Regions from separate parts of the Mus musculus genome. Here region 1 is linked to region 2. Evidence: chromatin contacts called from public promoter capture Hi-C data. All regions are on one chromosome and are shown on one strand. The core of a region is the stretch at or near the end of the contact, and the rest is flanking DNA. Distances in the headings are between cores, read along the strand shown. Region 1 holds the start of Fap (fibroblast activation protein). Region 2 overlaps Gm13561 (a long non-coding RNA gene).

What was found. Promoter capture Hi-C pulls out the DNA fragments that hold promoters and counts their contacts.
Region 1: a contact with region 2 is called in a promoter capture Hi-C map of the HPC-7 cell line, with 3 times the contacts expected there. The contact joins the promoter of Fap here to the enhancer-like site in region 2. A contact is called at or near these places in 5 of 39 promoter capture datasets (the HPC-7 cell line, cranial neural crest, hematopoietic stem and progenitor cells and 1 more), 3 of 484 Hi-C or Micro-C datasets (the HPC-7 cell line, cerebral cortex and nephron progenitors), 1 of 115 datasets of contacts at active chromatin or transcription factors (CD8 T cells) and 1 of 9 other capture datasets (adipose tissue).

Annotation. Positions count from the first base shown.
Region 1 is chr2:62,571,196-62,576,826 of GRCm38.p6, forward strand. Fap (fibroblast activation protein) reads right to left here and starts at 2,826. Exons shown (of 26, transcript NM_007986.3): 1 at 2,651-2,826; 2 at 2,244-2,328. The coding sequence starts at 2,656.
Region 2 is chr2:62,458,048-62,463,277 of GRCm38.p6, forward strand. Gm13561 (a long non-coding RNA gene) reads left to right here. Exons shown (of 4, transcript XR_001783319.2): 2 at 2,958-3,056; 3 at 3,309-3,376. Among named protein-coding and RNA genes, the nearest start is that of Gm13561, 5.5 kb to the left of the region's middle. Within about 2 kb of position 2,439, at least 80 of the 459 cell types and tissues checked have an H3K27ac peak or open chromatin away from gene starts, as enhancers often do. A contact at or near this core is called in CD8 T cells, the HPC-7 cell line and adipose tissue, where this site is marked.

The DNA.
Region 1 (5,631 bases), core at 1,576-4,075, 110 kb after region 2:
GTGTGTAGAATGACAAATTATTCCTTGTTTGCCTGTCTGAGGGAAATTGAGACTACTGAACTTTGTAACTTCAGCAACAGCAAGTGATAGGAGGTATTTTGGGGAACCCAGTACATTTAGTTTATAAATAATGGAATAGATGGATATTTCTTGACTTCTGTTACCTTGTCAAGTAGCTCCTGGACTAGCAACCCAAGGGCACAGGAGACAAACGTACAGTGGTGACATTTCTGACGAAGTGGTATAGGGGCCTACCTAGCTTTTTCTTCTCCTTTCTGTTCCATTGCTACTTTTCCTTGACTTCCCATGGGAAGTCTTTACTTTTTCATACTTTTTACTTCATTCCTTCCCATGGAAGAAATGTGAGTAAAGTTGGGCCTGGTCCCCAGCCTGGACATGGTGAAGGTATGGGCACAAGAAGACAATGCTGCTCAGGTGACATGCTGAGGTGTCCGTAATAATGAAGAGGCAGTGACTTTACAGTCCAGACAGCAGGCCTAAGCATTGTTTACTTCTGCAGAAGAAGTAAATGAATGCAAAATAATTCATCTTGAGGTTAATTTGATTATTTCACAATAACAGGAAATTACTTAGAGAATTATCTTTTCCATTGAAAATAGAAATCTATGTTATAAAAAAACACAGGACTTTTATGTTATATATAGTTTATAACATATTTTTGAGTATGCTATTCATAAAAAAACTTGGAAAGAAGATAAAGATTGGGATTATATGTAATTACACAAATGTCTATATCTATAAATGTAAGTATAGACCCAAATATCTATCCTTATATGCTATTTGCAATGGATAAATATGCTTCTCATTGGGAATATTCTTCAAAGTCCAAAGGGCAACACTTGTGGACAGAAAAGTCTGTCTCAACAAAATTCATGTACTTTTGCTTCCAAAAACTGTTAATTTTTGAGGGAGCAGAATATCCATCTCAAGCTCTGGTAAGTGTATGCAAAAGCCAGAGGCTGATTTCTACTAGACTGGATTAAAGGGGTCAGAGACCTGGCCAGGCACTCAGAAGCTCCTGGTTGGAGGCAGTGTGTCCTCTAAGAATTGAGGTGAGAGTCTAGCTTAATAAAATGACAATAGGAGGATACACCTTGATGGCCCAGGGGAAATCTTGTGCTTTAGGACATGAAGATGCAAGCTAAAAATTAAAAGTGCAGCTCCAAGGAGACTGCCTTCATCAGGTTATCCTGCACATTGCAATTCTGTGAAAGGATGTGGACATTTTTGAACTCTTCAAGCTTTTGTACGTTGTACATGTTTCAATTTTAAAAAGCAACAGAGAATTCAGGACTGACGTGTTTGCTGGTTCAGGCTGGACCACTAACCCTTGTTCAGAGTCCGTTCACTTTAACCACAGACGTTCCCTGGTTCTGATCAACTCGGAGCATTTGTTCTTCCCAGATCCTATAGTACAGTCTCTGTCACTGTTACATTACATCTCTGCTTTAGAAGCATACATTGCTGTTCATAAGAAGGTTTGGAATAATAGGGGCATAGTTTATTACCAATGGATAATATTAAAATTAAAACTAGTTTCAAAATCAGTGCATAACATCTTCTAGGTCTCAGTCAAGTGACATTGTTGCCAGCCTAAGCCTTTCTGTAAAAATAAAAAACAAACAAACAAACAAACAAACACCCCAACCAATTTACCTTGATAATGTTTGCGTAACTGTAACAAGCCTCTTAATTGAATGACTAATTGCTACTATATATAGAACAAGAGTTTTACTTTTCCTATATGGCTATTCCTGAGATTTCTATTCTGAACATCTTCCTTAAATTTTTTGGAAGCACTATTTAGTGATTTCAAAGCCTCCATAGGTTCTTTTTTTAACGTTTCTATTCTTACTCATTATTTTTTTTCTTGCTACCAGGCAAATCTAGTAATAGAAAACAATGCTAGTTAAAAATACAGTCTTGAGAGGCCTATCAAAGCTTGTCTTCTGCGTGTATTTTGGGGGGGTGGTGGGAGGGGTACAGAATAGCTCTCAGGTTTTTCTGTTGCTGAAATAACACTGTAAAGCTCTTCCTACCCTTACATCGCCAGTATTTCTGGTCTTACACACAACATAACTGTGAACTTATACGTCTTCTTAGAAATAACAGGCTTACTTTGGAAAATAGGCACTTAGGAAATGTTCACCCATTTGAGTTCACACGTTGGTACATTTTCCAGGCTACGCTAGGCAGATGGAGTGAATCAGAAAATTTCTTACCTCTTGAGGGACGTAAGACAATGCATATCACCACTAAAGCAAGCGCAGCCAGGGTGGTAACTCCAAAGACAGTTTTCAGCCATGTCTACATAGAAGAAAATTCGGTTTGGGCTTAGTTCCTCCTGAGAAATGGCAAGATTTTGTCTAACCCTAGATCCTACTTCTCCTTCCCCACAGAGCTTTTGATTGTGTTCCACTGGTCTGGCGGTGATTGCTGGAGCCTTTCCAGTTCTGCTAAGACAAATGTTTCTACAGTATATTTAGAGCCATTTTCTAATCCTAACACACACCGGGAAGTGATACTCAACACACAAATCCCCACCTTCTCTAAAGAATAGAAAACTCTGACCATACTCAGCCCAGGCAGCCTCTACTCTGCGGTCGTCCCCGAGACGGCACGCACTAACCTTCATTTTTCCAGATGTTTTTGCAAGTTAGCTGATTCTCACTGCACAGCGTGGGTCACCGCATCTGTGAAAACTGTTGAAAAGAAGCAAGTCTGTCTTCCACTTGGAAGCTGAAGTCAGGACATGAGTTGCTTCCCGCTCCCCTCCTCCCTTTCCCACGGACTTTTGACTACCGTGCCAAATTTCGAAAGATTTCTGTAAAATTAGAAACAGATTTTGGGGGCGTTCTTGGCCTTTAAGTGAACTATGAGTGGCTGGAGGGAGGCTCTAGAGCTCTCTCATCCTTGTAAATTTACACCAACATCTGCTTAAGTTGTCATACAGAGGCCGTTTTATTTCACCTTTTTGTTGTTGTTCAGGTTTATATTTCATATTCTCCTCAAAAATCACTCGAGTCACTTTAGTAACAATCTTTTCTACACTCCTCTTGTTTGCAGCTGAGAGGAAGGATTTCAAATGGAGAAACTTTTTGAGGGTGCATTGTACATATCAAATGTTTGGGGAAGGGAAGAACAGTGGAGCCAAATCCGGCTTTGTGAGAGGTACACGGTGTGACTGCACACTCTTCTCCCGGGAGCCTATGAGGTGCTGCAGGCACAAATGTTTTTCTTTCAGCACAATTTCTTTGTCCGTATAGCACCATATGCACTTTCAGTAAATACAGAAGTTTAAAAATTCAACTGTCTAAACCCACGGCTGCTTTCCTTTAAAGAAATGAAGCGCCATCTGTTGAAATGTAGTATGGGTTAGGTGTGTTTGCACAGGCTAGAAAGATGGAAAGATCAGCGGGAATAATTTGCCAGCAGACCTTTGGAAGAATGGAAATGGCTTTACAAGAGTGATATTTTTGCTTTGCTCTCAGAATATCTTCTGAGAAAGGAGAACATTTAGTAATTATAAAGACCTTAAAATAAATTTTAAAAAGGCAAGTGAAAAGAGAAGTCATGTGTACTTCATTTTGGCTAAGTCCACATATTTCAAAGTGATCGGTCATCTTGGCAGATCAGTAAAATGACTGAATTCACAACACACACACACACACACACACACACACAGACACAATTTTTTTTTAAACCTTCTCTGTGGTCCAGAGCAATTTCCTAGGGCAGATTCCTGGTTTCCACATGGATACTGTTGCTAGAATATGGTGTCTCCAGTTTTTCCATTGCTGGCTTTCTCAAGAAGTTTGTAATATCTTTTGCCTGACTATGCTAAGTTTCATGCTGATCTTTCACAAACTGTGCATGAAAAATAACGAGAAAACATCACTGTTCTGTGTTGCTGTTTGCTTTAGTTGACTGGTCTGGCTGCCACAGGAAACTTTCTCCACCACAAACCAGCACAGTGGCTTGTGAACTTCCTCCCTGCCATTCTCCAGACAGCTGTCCCTGAATTCTAGCCTTAGGAAAGTTCTGGTGAGCAGAGTGAGTCACTAGTATGCATTGGCAGAGAAGAGTATTCAAAGCCCACTGCAGCTCCCGGATGAATCCCACTCCCCATGCGGTTAATGAGCTATCGATTTACAAATTGAAGCAGTACCAGGCATCATCACAGGTGTACAGTGCACTTACTGACATCTCCATGTGCCTTGATTGTGAGGCGTCAATCCGAGAGAAAGCCATCAGCCGGGTCCCATGTGAACTGCCCTCTAGAGGGTCTTCTCAAATTTGTTGCTTTCTTTGGAACATCCACATAGTACTTTCTCAGAACTTCTGTCCCAGCTCGCCAACGCCCACCCCCCCACCCCCCACCCCCAAAAAAATCAGCAAGTCCTTTGTAGTGAGTGATTCCCAAGACCTCCTTTACTAGACAGAAACTAAATGCAATAAGTGATTAAGGTATAATTAAAATGCATACTGCTAGCTTTAGCAATTAATCATTGTCACATGACTGGTAATGGGTACCACTTAGGACTCCAAAGACTCGTCTGACAGGTTTTATGGAGAAATTGGGACATCTTAAGAAGCAACATTAAGTTGAAAGTACTAGTATACGGGGACATTTTAAGGTTGAATAAACATTTTATTTATGTTTGTATTTTCTTTAGAAAGCTGGTTGAATCTAACTAGAACATCTGGGATAGTTCTAGCTGTTTGAACTGTTTTAAGGAGGATGTGACTGGGTAAATAAGTAAAGATGGTCTCTTGCATATAATTTCATAAGTTAGGAATATATTTCTTGTAACAGAGTTACAGACGGGCTTCTGATCTAGCTTATATCCAAGAGAGGTGTTCAAAAGGTGTGGACATTTAACCATTCAATAGCTTTACCTTTTTTCTCTCTCTTTTGGGGGTCAAAATAAAAATACTTTTAACAAGGTTTTTGTTTTTGCTTTTCCACTAAGAAAAGATGTGTGTGTTTGTGTGTGTGTGTGTGCGTGTGTGTGTGTGTGTGTGTGTGTGTGTACAAAATTAACCATGAGAGGGTCTGTTTACTCAGTGAGCATGCTCTCCTATAAGCATGCAAGATTCATCCATTTTTTTTTCCGATCTTGGAGCTCCTGCTGAGTATTTCAGCCTGGAGGTGTGCTAATCAGGTGAGCACCCTGATTAGTTGGAAATTTCTGTATGGACCTGTGAAAGGGGACAGAAAAGACATGTGATGCACTTGTATAATCCTAAAACAAAATCGCATCATTTGTCAGCATGAGAACTTTTCTCATGAAGCAAATCTGGGTATATTGAAATTATACAGAAACAGACAGAATGACATTGATCCATTAAAAGTTAAAGGCATAGCAGTATAATATAGGCTATGACCCACCTCTTTCCAAATAGGGGACACGTAAGGCTTAGTTTGGAATATGATGACATGAGAACATTGAGTAAGTGAGCAATTCTACATCTCAAGGCTATGAACAGATCTTGCTAAAGGTATTTACTAATGAACAGTAGTTGTTTTTCAAAAATGACTCTGTAGTAGTTTGGAGCTGGAATGGCCTCTAGAGACTCATATTGAAGGGTTGGCCCATAGCTGCTGGA
Region 2 (5,230 bases), core at 1,189-3,688:
GAGAAATGAAAATACCTCCTGGGAAATAGCCGAGCAAGCCTGAAATTGGTGTTTAAGTATAGACAGTCTCACCAATATGCCGCAACACTAATAAACGTTCAAAAAGCGTTGCAAAAACTACCATGGCTTTTTTCTTTTTCTTTTCTTTCTTTCTTTTTTTTTTTTTAATCTTCTTTTCTTCCTTTTTTTTTTTTTTTTTTTTTTTTTTCCTCCCGAAAGAACACAAATTCCTTTTCTAAAACAGCTAGTTTAGGGAGATAAAATTGGAAGAAAAGATGTATGGTGCCATCTAGTGGTCTTTCATATAACTGCACAATACTGTTCTATGTCGTTTCCATTCGCAAAAATTAAAATTCTTCGAAGAATCGAGAAAGGTAAATTGTTTATTAATAAAATATTTAATGCATACTTCCTCAGCACTAATTTAAGAGAAGTCTAATTTTAGTGCTGTTAAGGTGATTGTTAGGTCCTCAGAGATTAAGGTAGGCTGTGTAATTATCTGTACTTAACGTACAAGAAATTACAGTTCCAGACATTTACATAAACAAGCATGCCAACCTGTCATACTTTTTTTTAGTAACACAATGAAACAAAAGAACAATTTGAATAAAAGCACGCTGATTGAAAATTCATATATGGGAGCAGAACCTGCCAGCCGTTATAAGTTCTGAATAAAGAACACAATTTGAGAAACCTGTTCTTTGGATTGAGGTGCCGGAGGCTTGGCGCTTGCCCTCAGCTGTTGCTAGTGTGGCCAAGTAGTTCCTGGAACGACTGGAGACTCCATCTTTTCTCCCAGCCTCCAGGTAGGAGCTACACACATCTGTGACCATCGCCACACTGATTGTCTGCATCCGTCCCCATCAAACAAACCAAAGGTCCTACATTCACACGGAGAAAACTTACAAAGCAGCCCTTCCGGTTCAGAGAACAAGTTCACCCTGCCCCTAAGGTGCCTGCAGCAATAGTTCCCTGCTGTAATGAACGCCTTCTCCCCGAAAAAGTCTCCGTGGACCATTGTTAGTCCCCTTCGCTGGAATTTGGGGTCTGCCAGTGAGATAATGGGACCAGTGTATTCCTGGCTTGTCATTGGCTGAAGCTTAAGATGTAGAAGCTTCAGGTGGTCACCTGAAGGGTCTGAATAACAAGGGGAGGCAGGGGGATGAAGTCCAAGGAGCAGTGATCAGAAGAGAAGGAAGAGTACCCTAACTAGATGCTGTTGCCCTGCTCAGCCTTATTGGGTTCTCCTTGATGTCTCAACACCTGCCTAGTGACCCCTTCATTTTGGTGAATCGTATGCAAATGCTTTTCTGTCTTTTGGTTCAGAAGTGTATTCTATCACTCAGCAGCCATATTTCTTCTATGCTGTGTCTGAGTTCTTTTGCATGACCTGTGAGAGCTCTCGTGACCTCTCGGTTTCCCTCACTTCTGGGTCTTTCCTTCTCCCCAACTGGCCTTTTACCCTTCTCTCTACACCGTAAGCACTAGCTGTATACAAATTTCACTTCGTGGGGTTTACCAGCCACTCTTCAGGCTATCCTGAGTGCTCCAGAAAACGTTTTATTATCTTTCCTCCCCAGCTTCGTTTTAACCTTCAGACACAAGTCCAAGTCCCTTAGGTCTCTCAGACTTGGATCGTTTTCTTGGCATCATCCCATCGATTATTCTGCATCCTGTTACTGCTTTGCTGACTCTGCGTCAAAAAAAAAAAAAAAAAAAAAAAAAATGGCCTCTTCCTTTGGAAGAGACTAAGCTCTTTGACGGATGGATGGTATTTGTCTCCCTGTGGCTTTGTACTGAACCTAGGCTATAGTAAGCACTACATATATGCCCAAAGAACTGACGAGACGTGTCTGTTAAGTGAAAACAAGTAAGGCTCAAGTTTGCTCTAAAACGTTTCCTGGGAAGGGCTGTGTCTAATTGACCTCGTTTCTCCTTCAGCTGGAGTTTGTAAATCCCCCACCACCACCACCACCACCACCGTTTTATGAGAGCTGTTGTTTCAGGTTTCAAAATGAGACTCCCCTTTTCAACGTGACTCTTACTTAAGTCAAAGCTGAATGCACACAATCGGTCTAAAGATTATCTCTATTTTGTGGACATGGGTGGTCCAGACACCCACAAGGAGATAAATAAATGTTTGAGGTGGGTCCTTCAATGATTTTTTTTCAATGGATGCCAATTTGGCAAGCTTGCCTGGGCCCTACCAGTGTGAGGAACCATGATTTTGGTATGATGTTGGGGAATTTGTGGCTCCCATCTGCTGGTTATCTCGCAAAATGTAGAGCTGAGAAAAATCACATACTGATTAAATCATAGAATCCCACACTTGGAAGGGACTTCATGAGATGATCGGGCCCGCCTCCTGAAGGTCAATGCATAAATCATCTTGTGCAGATGGCTGTTTATCCTATTTTTAAAGCTCTTTAAGGATGGAAATTACACAGCTTCTCTTGGTAGTCTGATCTTCATGGTCAAGAACTTCCCTTTTAAAAAGCCCCAGCTTCTCCCTGCAGTTTGGCTCACTTCCTCTTTTTGTCAGCTCGCTGCGAATGTGCACATGATCAGCGTCCCCTGCTAATTATCCCTGGCCCACTTCTCACACCCTTGCAACTAATTATTAAGAGCTATGCTGTTTCCCCTCCTAAGCGACACAGTCACAATGCCTTTAATTTTCAGGAGACTTATTTCCCCCATCCTATTATTTTTTTGTAATTTATTTATTTATTTATTTATTTTTGCCGTACCACCATCCTGTGGAAAACTGATAATTGCGCTTGTGCTCATGTCCAGATCAGTTGTCAATGGACAGCGAAGCCCCCTCACCTTGCTGTTTAGACTGCAACCTTTCCTTTTTGTTTCTCAAGTAGATTTTGTTCTGCAATAAATCTCAAGCTGTTTACTGTCAACCTGCTACATGGGGGAATCCCTCTTATTTATGTTGGTTCCTTTCTCAGAAATGCGTGTCCTGACCTCCAGGAAGTGAATATACTCAAACGGATTTGGCAATTGTGGTGAGGAAACTTGAGTTGAGGAGACAATACTGAATTATCCAGGTGAGCCCAGCATAGACACAAGAATGAAGATAATATAGAGGCAGGAGGATCTGGGTCAGAGACAAAGGGTGGGAGCAGATGTTGGGGTGATAGGTTTAAAGACGGACCGGGGCCACAAACCAAGGACTGGCGCCTCTTCACAGCTGGACAAATCGTGGCCAAATCGTCTACTGTTGAGTAGAGGGGGGAGGGAAGGGAGAGACAGAGGGGGCGGGGTTGGCTGGCTTATTCTTACAGTTTTTTCTCTTTCAGTACACATGGACGGACCCACCCAAGGTTCTGGCCGCATATATGGCAGAAGATGGCCTTGTTGGACATCAGTAAGATGAGAGGCCCTTGGGCTGAGGGGGTTCGATGCCCCAGTGTAGGGGAGTGCTAGGGTGGGAAGGTGGGAGTGGGTGGGTGGATGGGAAAGCACCCTTATAGAGGCAGGAGGAGGGTGGATAGGGTAGAGGGAAGACCTGGAAAGGGAATAACATTTGAAATGTAAATAAAGAAAATATCCAATAAAAGAAAAAAATAATAAAAGTGGTCAACAAATCAAAAAAAAAAAAAAAGGAAAACCTAAAATAAAAAAATAAAAAAGAAATTAGGGTTCAATGGCATACTAGGCAAATGCTCTCTCCCTGAGTTCCATCATTAGGTATCTTCTTACCTTTTGAGATAGGGTCTTAAAGTTGCCCAGGCTGGCCTCAAATTCATTCCTAACTGATGCTGCTCTTGAGTTTATAATCCTCTTTCCTCAGCCTCCCTTTTTATAGCTGGGATTATAGGCTTGCACTTCTAGGTCTGGCTTGATACTGGCTTCTGATTTGGAGGATTATAAGGGGATAAATTTGAAAGGACAAAGGTGTTGGAAATCTGTTAGCAACACAGAAAGAAACAGTGTCCGTTTATGAAGAAACGATCTCTGCTTGTCTTGAGGTTTTATTTTATGAACCTTTAGGGAGCCTGGGAAGGTTTATTATTTCCATCTTCCCAGCATACAAAGTCATATCAACAATAACAGATGTGTACCAGAAGATCAATAATGTCACTATTGCTTCTGGATTATTTAAAGTAATTCTTCTAGTGAGATTCACTTAGGAAGAGTTCTCTGTGAGGCCTTGCTCCATGAGCTTGGAATAGTTCCTCTGTGCCTCACAGAGGTATGAGAAAGGGATTAGCATGGTCACTTTTCTGGGGCTTCCAGACTTGAGGCAGCCTAACCAGGTGCTCACTAAGCTGATATTTGAGCCACCAGCCACGTGCCATGCTGGCCTGCTGTGTCACTGGGTTCTGTGTCTCTAGACAGAGTGCAAAATTGTGAAGCATCTGAAAGCATCAAACACTGTCAAGGGAGATGTGTTACTACACATGTGACTCTTGGGGTGGGGGGAATAATCCGGTTTTCTAGAAATTCTTTGCATTTGTTCCAGATGTCAGATGAAAACATTTCAAACATCAAAAAAATAAAATTACAATTGTTAAAAAAGTGAGAGGGACCACTCAAAAATATCTGGTGAGCAGGGAGGAGCAGGCATTTTCTGTCTTGGCAGGAACCTGTGATTTCCCTGGGGGAAGTCACTCCGAAGGAGAATGGCTTCTAAATTAGGTTTCAACAGAGCGGGGGTTTGAACTCTGATTCTGCCTGGTGGAAGGAAGTTCCTGTCATTGTGTTGCTCTTCAGCAAGGACTTGATTTCCTGTGCAGTTTGGTGTGGGAGGCAGGGAGAGACATGGCTTCCCTTGTGTGCTGTGCTCACCTTTCCATGCTGTCTCTTGGAAAGGGAAGAGGACTTTTATTTTTAATGCTACCTTTCTCCACTCGTGCTTTCCACAAGGTCTGCTGAAGCGAGGGGGCTCATCAGTTTGTTGCCTTCCTCTCACCTTAAACCAATGATCACAAACTCAGTCAACCGACAACTAACAAACACCCACTGGCTCTGCTAATTAGCTAATTTCCCTCTTAATACCCAATAAATTCATTTATTGTTCCATTGCTATTCAAATATAGCTTTAAGATCCATACATCACCCTATCAGACTACAGTCCTACATCCCTCTCACACACAAGCTTTATGGCATTCTCCCTTCTATTCTTCATGGCCAGTCATTAAAGACCGCCATGGTGTCCAATCGTTCTTCATTCTTACTTCTTTCTCTCTTCTTAGTCCATTATCATAATCCTGCTTGA